Linked DNA regions of Mus musculus: region 2 is linked to region 1. A link is a contact called in public Hi-C data. All regions are on one chromosome and are shown on one strand. Each heading gives the region's core, a stretch centred on a gene start, on an enhancer-like site or on the middle of the called end of the contact. The rest is flanking DNA. Distances are from core to core; before and after follow the strand shown. Region 1 overlaps Nfib (nuclear factor I/B). Region 2 overlaps Gm11267 (a long non-coding RNA gene).

What was found. Hi-C and Micro-C count contacts between places; a contact is called where the count stands out from the background.
Region 2: a Hi-C map of cerebellum shows a contact between it and region 1, with 2.2 times the contacts expected there. The contact joins two enhancer-like sites. A contact is called at or near these places in 1 of 15 datasets of contacts at CTCF or cohesin (the NIH/3T3 cell line) and 7 of 484 Hi-C or Micro-C datasets (the HL-1 cell line, cerebellar granule neurons, cerebellum and 2 more).

What each region holds. Positions count from the first base shown.
Region 1 is chr4:82,397,579-82,403,050 of GRCm38.p6, forward strand. All of the region lies in intron 2 of Nfib (nuclear factor I/B), which reads right to left. Among named protein-coding and RNA genes, the nearest start is that of Nfib, 110 kb to the right of the region's middle. Within about 2 kb of position 3,268, at least 153 of the 459 cell types and tissues checked have an H3K27ac peak or open chromatin away from gene starts, as enhancers often do. A contact at or near this core is called in cerebellum, where this site is marked.
Region 2 is chr4:82,581,543-82,587,014 of GRCm38.p6, forward strand. It overlaps Gm11267 (a long non-coding RNA gene), which reads right to left. Exons shown (of 2, transcript XR_003955228.1): 2 at 1-5,472. Among named protein-coding and RNA genes, the nearest start is that of Gm11267, 4.0 kb to the right of the region's middle. Within about 2 kb of position 3,214, at least 14 of the 459 cell types and tissues checked have an H3K27ac peak or open chromatin away from gene starts, as enhancers often do. A contact at or near this core is called in cerebellum, where this site is marked.

The sequences.
Region 1 (5,472 bases), core at 2,018-4,517:
AGCCCAAAATTCATTATATTCATTCTGCAACTATAGAGTCTACAGTAAAACTGCAAGGAAAAAAAAAAGCATACAAACAAGCAGGCAACCCACTAGTTGGGTAAGCTTTTGGCTTGCAGTTTAAGCAGAGCATTGAGAATGAATCTTTGACTTCCTAATCTGCTCAAACTTGGTTATCAATCTCATAGGAGGTTTTAAAATTGAGAAATACAAATGTAAACTTTCAATTAGTCCTATATTACTGAAGAACACAACAGGTAGCTTGGATCTAGTCAATCAGAAAATGTGCAAAACCCTTTCTCCAGATTAAGGGCCAGCTAGACAACCACACAGAGCTCTCTTGTAGGAGGGGATGAAGACAGCAACAAGGCCTTTGGGGCTTTGCAAGCACCTTCTCCAGCATCATCTGCAATTCTAAGAGGATGCTGGGCCTTGCTCCTTTCCTGTCTGGCTTGAGACCCTGCAGTGACATGAGACCTCACCTGCATTCTTCCTTGTCCTGGCCCTAGAAACGTTGTGACCTCAGGGACATCAAGGACACTTTCTGCCTCACTTCTCTACTTCAAAGGAGCTATAGAAAAACTTTCGAAATGTATATTTATCCCATTCTAGTGGGGTATTAGAACAATGACTTGATAGGACCTCTCCGAGGCAAAGTTGTCATAAAAATAAATGCATTGTTGTTATTACTCTAATTGAGTTATTTATGAATGATCATCTTGATGGAGCCCAGCCCTCAGATATAGAGTGGAAAATTCTACTGAGTCCTCTAGGGGACAATTGCCTCGTGGCAATTAAACCCATAACCACATTTCCTTATTACTGTTACAAAAGACAATAGTTCAAGGAGAGGCAAAATAGGGAATTTAAGAAAATTAGGCTGTCTTCAATGAAAGATGCTGAGCTTGCAAATGCGGGACTCAAGGCTATAGGTGAACTCTGAAGAACATGTGTTCTAAGTTAGCAGTGTTTGTTAGTTACATCAGAAAGGCAGGTGTCCCTGAGGCTGCAACTTTTTAGCAGAGTTTAGATGTCAAGAAAAGAAATTGTAAAACTGCAAGGGTGACCTGGGCCCAACTCTGCAAAGGCTACTGCAATGCAAGACAAAGAGGTGGCTTATGCTAAGTTACTCTCACTGCAAGTCCAAAACACATACTAGAACCTTAGGCTTGCGCTTAGGAGAAAGATCACGTGTCCAATTTTACATGAAATGCCAGGAAGAAAAAAAAAAATCTCAGGACCATGCTGAACTTTCTCTGAGTCTTTGGGCAGGACACAGCCCTCCCCTCTGTCAGTCAGCAAACACCATAAGAATCAGTAGGTAGCTCTCTTTGCCTTATAAAGTATTAGAGGCGCTGGCAGAGCTCAGTGGTAGAGCACTCTCCTAGCATGCAGTAAGCCCCAAATTCAATCTCTAGTACAGAAAGGAAGAAAGAAAGAAAGAAAGAAAGAAAGAGAGAGAGAGAGAGAGAGAGAGAGAGAGAGAGAGAGAGAGAGAAAGAGAGAGAGAGAGGAAGGAAGGAAGAAAGGAAGAAAGGAAGGAAGGAAGGAAGAAACAATGAAAGAGACATAAAATTTCCCATCTAAAATGGACATCAGAATATAGACAATGGTTGTGGTGGTTCCCATGTGTCATAGAAAACACTTCATAAAAACATAGACCTTAAAGCAGAAAATTACTTAAAGGTAATATCTCATTATTAATGTTCTAGACCTTCAATCTTCTAAAAAGTGTTATCTACTAGTGGCCGTGTCCTTTGATGAAAGATGAGCATGAAGTAATTCGAAGAGATGAACTAGAGAGGACAGGTCTATATGTGACCATATGCTGCCCAGGAACAAGAAATCTTGCTTGTCCCATTCTGTAACCATGGCCTGTTCAGTGCATGCATTTGGTGAGTGGTGAGTGTCATTCAAAACACTTATTCACACTGATCTTGAACCTCAGTCCCAGCGACTGTGTTTCCTACAGCCATGCCAGGGCCAAGGAAGTGGTACTTCCATCCTGCAAGCTCCTGCTAATTCACTCGCTGTCCCCAGGCCATGGACAGGCTGCTAACTCTTATTCACAGACACCAAACAGGAAAGCAAAGACAGGTTTGCAACTATCAAGTTCTTTGAAGAAAAAAAAAAAAGTAAGCCTTTAGCCAAAACCTATCTCCACATTCTTCTCTTCCTGCCATGCAATGCATCAGGCTTTGGCCAAAGATCACAAGTGAACTGAGAATCCTAAAAAGCAGCAGCACTCAGATCCACACTGAACCCTCCTGAACTCGATCGCACTTCACAGAGCTGTGAACAGAACTGTACTAGAAGCACCATCCGGACTGGCTCAGGGATGCTTCAGGTTCAGATCCAAGAGATCCGAGGTGACCCTAAGTTCCACTCAGTGCTACAGTTTTCTCCAACTTGAGCACAGAAGGATTAAAAAGAAAACACAAATATTGGCAAAGGTGATTTGAGGTTACTTGACCTTTCTGAAGGAAGGAAGGTTTTTGGCAACCATAACCTGGCAGCTGTCTGGAAGGCAAGGCCAGGACACAAAGAGGAAGACAGGAAGCAGGGAGCTGGCCATGTGTCCTTGGCAGGCAGCAGTGCAGCAGGGTGAACCACCTCATCCCTGCCAAACCAGAAACAGCGGGGAAAGCCCAGCTAATTGGCAAGTCGCAGACGGCTACAGTGTCCATCCTCTGCTGTAAATGACTGATGAAGCTAAAAGGAATGCCAGACCCTAATCTACTTAACTAGGATCCTCCTGGACTCTCTCAGAAACGTAATTTGCTCCTGTGAGTCGTATTTCCCAGGGAAGTGGTAAGGCATAAGGCACATCTTAAGATGACAAGGGCTAAAGAGAGTTTAAAGAAAAAAATGTTGTGGAGTCTGGTTATGCCCACAAACATTTGCTTCTGAAGGCTGTGTGTGTGTGTGTGTGTGTGTGTGTGTGTGTGTGTGATCTTTAACTAGCAAGCCTTCCACTGGTTTATTTTTTTAACTCAAAGAAAATTACGTAGTCAAAGTTGCATACTGAACAAAGACGGGAGTCCATTTGCAGGACCCAGACATCTACAAACAAAGACAAACCCCTGTAAGACACTCCAGGAAGCTGCAGGGCCACACCCACTTACTGCCGGCTACTGTTTGTACTTAGGCATTAGCTGGCTCAACTGTGGGATGATGTAGCTTCATCCCAAGGCTTCTGAGCCTTTGCCTGCTAAGGTTGGGACTCACACGGAGAGGAAGGGCAGAGGAGGCTGTGCCAGTAAACTGAGCCTCACTGGCTGCTACTAACAGGGTGAATCAGGGACCTGAGGGCAGGGTTTACTCCCCGGGGTGCACTCAGTGGTTGGGCACATTTTGTTTCATTTTTTTATGAAACTGTTCATGTCTTCTCCAAAATTCACACCTAAATTTCAGAGTAGCTTCTGCTTCTTTAAACACAACAGCAAATAATAAAATTAAATTGAAAAGATATTGCAAACACCTCTCTCTCTCTCTCTCTCTCTCTCTCTCTCTCTCTCTCTCTCAAACTGGAAAAAGAAACATCCCACAGAACTTTCATCCTTGAAGAATTTTCTCCCTCAAAAAAAAAAAGTTAATATAAAAAAATAAATGAGGACCTAGTATGCTTGACGCTGTTCTGAAGTAACACTGAGAAGCAAAATAAAAAGGGAATATTCAAACACTACCTGAGCTCCACCTCATAAGGAAGGATCAAAATTAATCTTCCACCCGGCATCAGAGCCCAGGGATGCCTGACCACCACCACCGCTTGTCCCATCAGCCACAGGGTGTCCTAACTGACTTCAGACTCCATATATCTGGAACCATCAAAGGTCCATCCTTTTGTCTTTGGGGACCAGTTCCATTGTCTATGTAAGAGAAGTTTTGTGGTGCCTCTCTCTAAAGTGGATGGCTCTTTCTCTACTGTGGGACCCTTTGGTACTATCACTGCCTAAGAAAATCCTTCCATGAGGCCCACCTCCTGGTTCCTTCCTGCCTGTAACCCCAGGGCAAACTCAACCAGCTCCACTTTGCTAAATTCTACTACTCATTGTCTGCGATTCCCAATCCTCTATAGCTAACCCTGCTCTCATTTGAATGACAAAGTCCTTATTGTCCTTATTCCAGCAGGACCTTTTGCCCACTCTCTCCCATTTCAGCGAACCAGATGAACCAGAAAGACTTGCTGGAAACCCCTCACCTCAAAGCCCTACTTCCAGGTGTTGGCCCAGCTCTTACCTTCTAAGGCTCCTCCCCCTTGTTTTGCTAATTGCAGGTCTCCATGCTCTGTACCCATATGGCTTTCATTACTGAAATGTCCTTACTCTGACGTCAGACAAACTCCAATTTCATCTTTAAAGTGCTTGATTCCCTTCATCTGGTATATTCTTCCTGGCCCTCTTTTTGCATCCACCTAATGAGACCACCCTGCAGGGTCCACATCACTTCCCTCCCATTCTAATATAAGGCTTTAACACTGTGTTAGGGCTGGTTGTACATGTGCCGTTTCCCTCCATAGTTGTCACTGACCATATCCTAACATATCTTTTACAGTCTGGGGCATCTGTTTACATTGCAGAAAGGGCGTTATCTTAAATATCCTATCCATGGAGAAATGGGATGAAAAGCATCCATTCCCTTAGGAAAGACAAAACAATTTAAAAGAAAGATAATAATGAGCTACCTACCAGCTTACACAAACAATTAACACCCAGTAGTGAGATGCTGGGGCTGGAGAACTGCTTAGAGCTACACCGACTGGGTAGCATGCATGAAGCCATGGGTTCAGTCCTCAGCAACAGACAGAAATACATCTAATGCATTTGGCCATTTGTTTATTTTTAGAGAATTGAAAACCAACAATGTTCCTTCCATATATCATTCCTTTCCATAGTTATTAAAGCTAGTCACTTGGGAAAAATAAATGGTTTGGCTTAAAGCTTGTAAGTAAGGCTGGGTGTGGTAGCATACACCTTTAGCCCTAGCACTCCAGAAGCAGAGCAGATAGATTCCTGTATGAGGCCAGCCTGGTCTACATAGTTTGTTGGGCCAGTTACATAGTAAGACCCTGTCTCTGAAAAACAAATTATAAGGTTAAAAATAAGTAGACTTCATATATTTTAAAAATAAATTGACATTATCCCCAAAGAGATCCAAAGCACATCAGAACTTCCCATCTGTTCACTGTTTTCAGCTACTAACACATCGTTGGGACCACAAGCAACAGACCACAAGTGCTGGTTTCCGTCTGCAAAGCATCACGGGTAAAGGTGACGAATCAACGAGACGGCCAATGAGAGAGCTGCACGGAAGCTGTACTAGTGAGACAGGATGTGCGAAGAGTAGCTTAACACTCACTGCCCTCTACCATCTTCAGTGGGGAAGAATCTATGGGCTAGTTGGGAGGTTAGAGAATCAAATTAGTAATTATCTCAAGTTAAAACACGATCATGTGGTCTAGGACCTGGAGAA
Region 2 (5,472 bases), core at 1,964-4,463, 180 kb after region 1:
GTTAGAAAACGGTAAGAAGATGCCAGTCTACAACCAGGAAGCAGCCTTCAGCAGACACAGACGCTGGTGGTATCTAACTTTTGGGCTTCTGTAGCCTCTGGAATTCAGAGATATCCCAAGAGTGGCCTGAATGGATTAGCATTTTCAGAATAACCAAAAGTAAGAGACAAATATTTTCTGAGTGCATACTGATATGAAGATCATATTGAATACTTTTTAAATGTAGAATAGAGATGGCTTTCACGTACATATATAAAAATGGGGGCCCTCTATGGGATGGAGCAGAACCTCTCCTTTTAATGGGCTGTGCACGAGGGCTTCCTTCCAGAAACCGTAGTGTGTGGTTCAGGGACAATTTTTTCAGTAGGGGATCCTGACAAGAACTGTCTCAGTTATGTGTTCAAGGTTAATTAATATATTAATAGAGCACCTGGACACAAGATAGAATGGTAGATGTCTCTGGGGCCTTCAAGACCACACAACACAGTCACAAGAAAACCCAACTACAGAGCAGTCTGAAAAACACCGCAACTGGCTTCTCAGAACGTTCAAGGTCTTCAAAAACAAAGATGGAGAAACTACCTCAACCAAGAGAAACCTCAGAAGACATGACAATGACAAGAGAACATAGGACAGTAGGCAAGATAGGTTGGAAAGGGGCATTAAGTGAAAACTAAAGAAATATGTATAAAATACAGACTTGAGAATTGTGTGTCAACAACACTTCATAAGTAATAATAAATGTTACTCTCATATAAGCTGTTAATAATAGGGGAGTGGGTTGTAGGGTAATCAGGAATCAATTCATAACTTCAATAAGCCTAAAAGAATTTCAAAACAAAAAAAATTATTAGGAATGATAGTAGTTTATAGAGTGCTTACAAAGATTAGGTTTAAAATGCAGTTTCAAATATCATGCTGCCACACAGAGTATGAGATATCTGGTATTGCTAAGCTAATTTAATCATGAGATGTGGAGATTACTCGGAAGCATATTGAGAACGATGTGCTGATTTATACTACGTTGAGCGTTGATTCTTGTCAGCATCGTGTGGTCTTGGGAACCCTGTCGTGTTACCCTTGCTCAATGAGTGTACTCTTCCGAGTGGTTCCCCCAGTATTCTGCACTCGAGTGAGAACTCTGAGTAATGAATGAGGTAATGCTTCTGGGTTATTTAACTTTCTTATACTTCTGTGCAGAGCTGGGAAATGCTCCTCTGGTAACTTTCTTCCAATGTTACTTAGTAACAAAGTTACTTCCAAAGTCCTGTCTTTGTCTCCAACAAATGTAATACAGTCATTTAATAGAAAACGTGCTGTACACACCTCCAGCACACTCCTGGAGCATCTCTAAGATGCTCCAGCCCAGATGTGGTTTACAGGGATGCATTTCACCATCTGGGGTCTGCTTTATAATGTTTCCACATCTGCTTTCTACTTACACATCTATCCCCTCAGCTTTGTTCATCAAGCCTTTTTGACCCTGCTCCCAAAGTAGGTTCTTAGCATCACCCTCCCCAGACCACTGGAGACACTGCCCTATCTTGAAAATATCTGCAAGAATTCTGTGTTATTTCTCCAGGGTTTTCAATTCTCCCCGTTACAAAAGCCAAATCCCACTGATAACCTTCTTCACATTTAGTACACACAGAACACATCTAGTGGCCTAGTTCCTATTTGGTGAAGTGGTACTAATTTGGAAGCCACCCACAAATGTTACTGAAGCATTGAAACAAACTTATCTACCAGGAGGACTCTTCTTTGCTTAGAGAAATTCAGGATGGGTGTTACCATGTTGTCTGCAGAAGAAATTCCTAAGAACTGATAACAAAATAAATGAATAAACATGTTCAGTGAGTGCCTTTTCACCTCCCCATTAGCTTTTACCTAATTATAATTCTCCTTCATTTATCAGAGTTACTTATCATTCTTTTTGCTTCTTATTAGTAACAACTAGAGTATTTTTGCCAAATTAAATGCAGAAATAGTTAAACTCAATATATTCTGCTTCTCAAAAGCCAAGGAAAAATTTTAAGTTAAGCTGATGATTGCTAAATTATACAGGTAGCTAAAATAAGGCTTTTGCTATCCATCCATGCATCCATCCATCCATGCATCCATCCATCCATGCATCCATCCATCCATGCATGCATCCATCTGTGCATCCATCCATGCATCCAGCTGTCTATCTATCTATCTATCTATCTATCTATCTATCTATCTATCTATCTATCTATCCTACTTAAATAGACATTACTGATGGCTACTGCTTTCCAGGTATTATGCTAGGTAGTAAAGATACAACAATGAAAGAGCTCTCCACTCTAGAGAGAGGAAACATAGGTTAGAACAAATGCAGCATATGAGAAGTGCCCCCATAAAAGATGTGGGACCCTGTAATTGAGGAAAGATGTGTAGAAGGCAATAATTATTAACTCAAAACCAAATAGACACATATTATTTCCATGATTTCCTCAAATGGATTCTCTAGCCTTCAGAAATCTTGGAAGGATAAGAATGGAACCTCACCTCTGACTTCTATCACTGACCCTAAGCAAGGCTCCAAGCTGCCTTGAGTATCTCCCACTTCCGCATAATAACATCATTTCTTGAAAATGACTTTCCTAGAATTTACAGGGAATTTAATACCACATGTCTCCTTGGAGGTTTTGCTCACTAAGAGTATAATTATATCATCAATGGCCTATTTGAAGACGAAGAAAATTATGTTTTGTTTCCACCGTCTGTCCTATTCAGTCACTATAAGAATTGGCTATTTTAGGTAAATCTCTTCTATCTCTTATTTAGGTAAATCATTTTTATGGAATGATCAAGTCAATCTCCTTCTTAATCCACACAAAATAAGTGGAAATGTAAGCACATCTGGATGGAAGGTTGCATGGCCTCTTTTTAGCGCCTGACGGAAGGTTTGCTAACCTACTGTCTTACCTTGTTACCTTGTCACCTTGTCACCTTGTCTTACCTTGTCACCTAGTTTTCCTAACGATGCTCCCTCATCCTTCCTTTTGATTTTTTTTGCCACCCAACAGCACCCCAGAATGCTTCATTTGGTGACATCACAAATAGCCACGGGTTGCTTCTGGTGTCCCATCTGTTCCTGCAGCCCTTGCTTCAGTACAGGCAAGATATGAAGCTCCCGTGCAGTTGAGGCTGGGCTGGGGGAGGGGATTGGGCCTTTGAGGCTGTTTTCTATCAGGGCCCTGCAGCTGTCAATGTTGGCTGCAGAAGCCAGTGACTGTCCTTGCAGCTCCCTGATGCCGGCCGTGCACTGTGCTTGGGGATATTAATTGGACTTTCATTATGTGAGTGTACCCAGAGGCTTTGGCAGTCAATTCTTATATCTATATTGATTCATAAAAAAATGCCAATAAATAACAGCTCTCTCAAAGCATCTTCTAATGTTTCTGGTAATTAATTGGTTTATGTTTACCCCTAGATTTTTCTTTCTTTCATTTTCTTTTTCTTCTTTTCTTTTTTTTTTTTCCTTTCTTTTTACACATTGCAGCATAATAGATCACAGAATCTCTGGGACAATGGACAGGCACATTGGCTAAATCACCTTATTACAGTTCCATATAGTTGAAAAGAGGCTTAATGCTAAATTATCAGATTCCAGCTATTGTGGAGACCAGGAATGAATAATGCTCCAAAATGACCGCCACGGAGCCTCTGTTCCACTCATTGTCCCAGGAACCATTGGGCACGCCTTCCATTGAGTTCTCCATAGAGCCGCGGTCCCTGAAATGAACAGTGGGGCCCAAATTCAGGCCTAGATACATCTCTTTGCCTTTTGGTGTATTATAAGTTAAAATGTATTTTCAGCCCCAGACTTTAAAAAAAAATCTTATATTACATTTGTGTGTAACTATGGGCAAAATTATGCTATTAGTTTTGGAACACCCAAGTTAGGCATCCCAAACTACCTTAGCACCCATAATTACTATATAGTGTGTCACATAAAGTAGGGATGAAAGTAAAAATGGCATGTCCATTTAACTCGCCAAAATTCAAAGGAAGAAAGGATGTTCATTAAAAGTTAATAGTGACACAGCTGTGCAGAACTCTCCCAGAAAATGTCATTGTCACAGGAGTCTGACTGTGACCCGGTGTCATTCTCCGCTGCGGAATCTGAGGGGCCTCTGGTATGGTGAGCTGTTGGCGGACAGAGAAAGAAGAGCAATGACCCATGGAGGCAGGGGACGAGAAGATTTTGGAAGACACTTGTTCTGGCTGCTGTACGTAACAAGAAGCGGATGTAATTTTAATTCCAGTTAGGTGGGGTATGATGTCCTGATGAAGCCTTGCCACTCGTGCATACAAAGATAGGGAGACCTGAATTCTGTACAGCAAACTATTTGCAGTCACCCCTCTCCTACTTTATATCGAAGTCTCGTTCTCTTTCTTTTTAAATAAAAAGGCCCACTGATTTGAGATCAAAGCAGGAATATAAAATAAACTAATAATATAAAAAAATAAAATAAAATAATAATAATATAAATAATAATAATAATAATAATAATAGCAACATAACATAAACTAATAGTATCAAAGTCTCTGTTACCAAAATGTCACCTTAACAGCACTGCCGTCACGGTTGGCAACTGTGACTGTTCCTGCTATATTATATTTGTTTTTTCTAAATAAATCTTTGGCTAAATCAAGCAACAATGGTGGCACAAGCAGATGTGCCACACTAACTGTCTCCCACTGGCAGACAACTCACCTTGAACTGCTTTGTGGAAATATTAAGCAGTGGCTGAGAGTAAGAAGGATTAATGAGGGCCAACTTTGGAGAAAACAGTTCAGAGCTCTTGCTTCCAAAAATGTGAGGATAGCCAATATGTTGCATTTCTTTAGGAGTTCAAAAATAGGCAAATAAGTAAAATTAGACTTCAAAAAAGAATCCCTAAATTTGAGAAATTCTTCACAAGCCTTTTCCCGAGAAACGAACAAGAGGAGTCCAGGACCAATTAAAAAAAAAAAAAAAACAAATTTGTATTCAAGATCATACCAAGTCATAATTATTGATACTTTTTTTAAAATAAGATTCTTCTTCAAGTTAATAGAGAAGTAACCAGACAGTTAGTGACAGCCTCCAAAACCTTTACCCGGGGAGTTGATCTGACCTAGGAGATGCACAAACATACTTCTATTAATTAAGGTATGCTAATAAGATAGAAAAATGATTTCATGCAGAGGGCTGCAAGAAAAGGCAGGCCCTGACTATTAGAACAAACAAGACAGAACAGGAGAGGGGCCGAGAAGGAAGTGTCAGTGCCATCCCTTCATCTCCTTCTCTTCTGTGCCCTGGATGGCTCAGGAGCAGCCAAGACTTTCTAGTAATGACTTCCACTAATTTAATACATGTTGGGCACAAGGCGCTCACCTAATACAAAAATTTCTCATTCCATTAGGAGTTGCGTGACCAAAAACATCGAGGACCAATGGCTA